Linked DNA regions of Sus scrofa: region 2 is linked to region 1. A link is a contact called in public Hi-C data. All regions are on one chromosome and are shown on one strand. Each heading gives the region's core, a stretch centred on a gene start, on an enhancer-like site or on the middle of the called end of the contact. The rest is flanking DNA. Distances are from core to core; before and after follow the strand shown. Region 1 overlaps RAD51B (DNA repair protein RAD51 homolog 2). Region 2 overlaps RAD51B (DNA repair protein RAD51 homolog 2).

Region 1 (2,533 bases), core at 10-2,509:
ACTGCACATATACTCTGTCTTAAAGAACGCCCATAAAAACCAAATCTGAATGGATAAAGCTGATCAAACAGACAGGTTTCATTTTAATTATAAAAGCATTCTTTACAACTGGAGCTACAGTTGAGTTTCATTACACAGCAAGCTCCTGATGTGAACTGTAAAGGATCTCCTTTACAAAAATGAAACAAGAAAGATTGTACACCTTGGCTTTTTAGGAGCCCACTTGTTGCATGAAACAAAGAACAACTGGACTGTCGTTAACCCATGTACTTTCACCACACCCTCCTCTACTTTCCAACTGGGATCTCAGGGTGCTTTTTCAGCTGGCCCCTCGGGGTGATTGCAATATCCTGATTTTTCAGAGCAGGCACTGGTGACATGAAGGTCTCTTGTTGAAGTGACCCAGGTAAGTCACAGTCACCAGGGTAAGCCAGCAGGTTGGGGATATGAGAATTTTGTTTATTTCTTCACCTGCCAGAGCTGCCATTCTTTCATAAAGCATAAACGCTGTGCCTTTTGAGAATACCTGCAACAATACCTGTAAGTCAGACCGACGATATCAATCACAGGCCACCACCCTAGGGATGCTTTGAAGCTACAAGAGGGTTGGGAGACCTTCTTGTTTGTTAAGCATGAAATGTCATAAAAATTCCAAAGCAGGACTCAAATTTCCAGGGGGAAGGGACCTCTTTATTGTTTCCTCTAATAGCTGCTTTGGTGCTTTAGTGAATAAATGTGTTGCTCAAAAGAACCCTAGATGCAGTCTGGAACGATAGACCGGTTTTGCTCCCACTTGTGTATTGAGCATCCATTCTGAGTTATTTATTTATGATAGTTTTGTGGTTTTTGTCATTCCTCACCACCCCCTCCCCCCTGTGCCCCGCCACCATTTGTCCTGTCTTTATTTTCACACCCTCCAATTAATTGATATCTTCTGCTCTCAGGACTACAGCAAAATGTGTCTGTGCGTGTTTATGTGGATCTTCACTGAGCAGACTGTGCTTTTAAGTTGCTGGAATAGAACAATGGTAAAAATGAGTCATGCCTTGTTTCCATGTTTGTTTCTGAGACAAGAAACTTAATTTTCTCATTATAATGCTCAAGGTAGCTATAGCATTTTTTTAAAAAAGAAATAACCAAAACTTGAGTCAATTCCTTTAATTAGATTTTTTACAAAAATTTATAGAAGTCTCTCGACTTGTATTTCCAAAAGGAAAGAACACAATAGTCGGGATTTTATGACTTTTCCTCCATAGGGAGACAAACCTTACCCAAAAGAGGCCAAGTTTTCTCCCCAGTTCCTGGGAACAGGCCCTTTGGGTGTTGCCCGCAGCTGCTCGTAACCTTAGCATGACCAGCATTCACCGAGGGCCTATGCTTACATTTCAATGATATCTCATAAACCAGAGACCTGAGGGCTGGGGTCCAACAGTAAGAAAATAGGAGAGTAGAGCTGAAGAGTAGGGGACATTCGCAGGAAGCGAGAGAATATTGGCCAGGCAGAATAGCAGAGGTGAGCTGGGACTCAGCCCCAGGGCAGAGGCAGGGCTCTAGCAAAGGGTGACCAGATGTTCCGGCACCTCCACTCTCATGGATACAAACAAGCCCAAGATGTCAGTGTGCCTTGGTTTTCAGCATAAAAAGGCCCACTGATATTCTCGAGTGTCAGTTTATGGAGCTCTTCAGTGCAGCCTATAACTTATATGAATGGGGAAGAAAATGTTTCCACAGGAAAGAGAACCGCTGGACAAAACACGTTTGTCTTTGACCGGTTGTCATGGCCCTGCTGTTCGGAGTCATGGACAAGTCCTTGGTTCTTGTAGGACAGACCCTGAGAAAAAGAAGTGATTCATTTTCTCTCGGTTGCACTTTTCAAAGAGGACTTTTTTTTTTTTTTTTCTTTCTTAAAGACAGATTTTGTTTATGGACCTAACATCCCCGGCAGTGGCCAGTGGGCTCAGAATCTTCGAGAGGTCCTATTGTGCTCCTCCCTCCTAAGTTTGTGCACCTCAAGGAGCTCCGTCCCATTAAAATTCCTTCTTAAAAGCATAAGGTGAAAGAGCCAAGCATGTTTTTTTTTTTTTTTTTAGAGGGGAGTGTAGCTACAGAAGGGGAGAGGACCCCCAGCCTTTTCTCTTTTAAATGCTGCGAAATAGCTTAAAACCCGTTCCAGCTTTTGGAGGAATGTGGAGGAGCTGTCATTTGACTCGACTCTTTAGGAAAACAAAGTAAAGGAACATCATTTTAAGAAGAGACTTTCCCGTGATGGGCTCTAGTCTCTCAAGTGTCCTGTAAGCATCAATCATATCTGTCCCTCCAGATACACAAGCTAATAACCTAAGTTGTCTCCATGTCTGTTGGACCCAACACCTTTGCTCATTGCTCTGCTGAATTTCTTTCAGACATCGGTTCTGTAATTTCCCAGCTCAGCTCTTATAGAAGTGTGAAATACCGTTTTTGATGACGAGAAAGAATAGTATTGTTTACGATGAGATGCTAATACATTTCCGTACAAGTTCTCCGTTTTCTGTAG
Region 2 (2,533 bases), core at 15-2,514, 250 kb after region 1:
CTCAGTGGAAACGAACCCAACTAGTGTCTGGGAGGATGCGGGTTTGATCCCTGGCCTCACTCAGTGGGTTAAGGATCTGGGGTTGGCATGAACTGTGGTGTAGGTCACAGATGCAGCTCGGATCCCCCGTGGCTGTGGCCAGCAGCTGTAGCTCCAATTCAACCCCTAGCCTGGGAACTTCCATATGCCGCAGGTGCAGCCCTAAAAAGACAAAACAAACAACCTATCCAGAGTTCAACCAATTCTCACCATCCCTTCTGCCAGCATCCTGGTCCAAGGCAGCACCATCTCTTCCCTGGTCAACAGTGATAACTTCCTGTCTCCCTCATTCTACTTCCCACTAACTGGTCCCCCTGCTTCTACTTGCCCTACAGTATATTCTCAACATGCTCTGGCTCAAACCCCTAAATCACTCCCATCTCATCTAGAGTAAAAAGCCAAAGTCCTTCCAGTGGCCCTCCAGGCCCTGAAGGATCCGGCCCTTGTTAGCGGCAACTTTCCCACCCCCTCCTCTCCCCCTTGGTTATTCCTCCAGCCACACTGGCCTCCTTGCTTTCTTCAAAAACACCAGCTACGCATCCGCATTGGAGCCTTTGCTGCAGCTGTTCCCTCACCTCTTCAAGTCTTCCCTAAAATGTCACTTTCTCACCAAGGCGCCTCCTGATCGCCTAGCTCATCTCAAGCTCTCCCCGTACCCCTTGCATTCCCACTTCCTGTGACCTGACTCTGCCTTTCCCCCCTTAAGTCATCACTTTCTAACATGCCACAGTTGCCCCTCTGTGCCCACAGGAGTTGTTTCCAGGAACCCCTGTGGATCCCCAAATCCATATATCGGCAGGTGGCACTCCTGCAGAGGGTCGACTGTACCAAATTGTGTATTGGTTGTGATTATTATTTTTATCACTTCTCACTTCTGGAACTGTAATCTCCTCAAGGGCAGGGACCCTGGCCTGTTTCATTCACTGCTCTCTCCAGTGCCTCCAGGCACTTGGCTCGGAACTGCTCTTCTTCTACCATCAGTGACCCAAGTTTGCCTGCCAGTGACCCCCTCTTGAAGACCTGCACTATTCAGGGAGCCTGGTCTGAGAAGGGCGAGAGCTGATGCGAGCCCCAAGCATCACCAGGCAAAACATCCAACAGGCTAAGGCTGCAGGGAGGGTTAAACTCATAAGGGGGCACCTGCTACGTTCAATTGCAGAAGAAACAGAGCTAGAAGGAACTGCCCCTAAGCTCATGGAGGGTGAGGAAGAAGTTGCTTGAGCGATGGTATGACTATAAAGCAACGAGAAGAGGAAGGAGGAGGAGGAGAAAAAGGAGGAAGAGGAAGAGAAGGGGGAGGGGGAGGAGGAGGAAGAAGAGGGAGAGGAGGGAGGGAGAAGATGAGAAGGAGGAAGAAGAGGCAGAGCGGGAGAAGGAGGAAGGGGAGGGGGAGGAGGAGGAAAAGCAGCAGCAAAGAGGAGAAGGAGGAGCGCGGGGGAGGAGGAGATTTTCAATCTGATGAAGACCCCAAAGCCTTTGTTTATGTGGTTGTATCCGTTGGTAGATCCTGGGGTAGCCAGCCTCCAGAATAGCCCCCATGGATCCTTATCTCCCAGCATGTATGCCCATTGTGTCCTGAATCAGGGCTGGTCTACGTGCCAACAGAAAATGGCACAAGTAAGGATGTGTGAATTCAGAGGCTGGGCCATGAAAGGGACTACGGGCTTCTACTTGGTCTCTTCTATTGTTTCCTCTGGAGGAAACGAATCACCATATTCTGAGTACCCTGGGCGAGACTATGTGAAGAGGAGCGAAGGCCCTTCTCAAGAGCCAGCCACAAGTCGCAAGGCTTGTGAGTGAGCAACCTTGAAAGCAGGTCCTCCAGCCCTCGTCAAGCCTCATGGCCCAAATCTCTCAAGAGACCCTGAGCCAGAAAAGCCCAGCCAAGCCACTCCTGGATTCCTAAATCCGCAGCAACTCTGAGGGGTGACAAGGGATCGCTGTTGCTTTAACCCACAAGGCTTTGGGATATTTTGCTCTGCGGTGATAGATATTTAAATCATCTACCAGGGCAAAAATTAAAACAGAAGAGAGGTCTCTTGTGACACAGTGGGTTAAGGATCGGGCGTTGTCATTGCAAGGGCCCAGGTTGCTGCTATTCAATCCCTCGCCTGCGAACTTCCACATGTTGTAGGCACAGCCAAAAAAAAAAAAAGAAAAAAATCCCAGAAAAATATTTAATATTTCTTTCTTAATCCATTTAACATATGTTTATATGAATCAATTCACATGAATTCATAAAAACTGATAAGTTGATAGATTTGTTCAAAAATTTGAAATAACACAATCTTCCTGTAAAAATAATTGTTTCCCACAATAAAATAGGACAAAACTTAATGAGAAGAATGACAGTGTTTTACATTTTTGCAAATCTCTTTAATGTCTGACTTAATAGAAAACAGCTGGATTCTCATATCTGCTTCTGCGTTCAATCAGCTGTGATAATATTGTTTGGGTTGAAGTTTATAAAGGAAACCCAGCCTCGCATAGATAT

What was found. Hi-C and Micro-C count contacts between places; a contact is called where the count stands out from the background.
Region 2: a Hi-C map of omental adipose tissue shows a contact between it and region 1, with 2.4 times the contacts expected there. The contact joins two enhancer-like sites. A contact is called at or near these places in 7 of 47 Hi-C or Micro-C datasets (alveolar macrophages, embryonic fibroblasts, fetal heart ventricle and 4 more) and 2 of 2 datasets of contacts at active chromatin or transcription factors (alveolar macrophages and skeletal muscle).

Annotation. Positions count from the first base shown.
Region 1 is chr7:91,961,977-91,964,509 of Sscrofa11.1, forward strand. The region is part of intron 8 of RAD51B (DNA repair protein RAD51 homolog 2); the gene reads left to right. LOC110261690 (a long non-coding RNA gene) reads left to right here. Exons shown (of 2, transcript XR_002346148.1): 2 at 1-748. Among named protein-coding and RNA genes, the nearest start is that of RAD51B, 370 kb to the left of the region's middle. Within about 2 kb of position 1,260, at least 6 of the 83 cell types and tissues checked have an H3K27ac peak or open chromatin away from gene starts, as enhancers often do. A contact at or near this core is called in omental adipose tissue, where this site is marked.
Region 2 is chr7:92,211,902-92,214,434 of Sscrofa11.1, forward strand. All of the region lies in intron 11 of RAD51B (DNA repair protein RAD51 homolog 2), which reads left to right. Among named protein-coding and RNA genes, the nearest start is that of ZFP36L1, 280 kb to the right of the region's middle. Within about 2 kb of position 1,265, at least 12 of the 83 cell types and tissues checked have an H3K27ac peak or open chromatin away from gene starts, as enhancers often do. A contact at or near this core is called in omental adipose tissue, where this site is marked.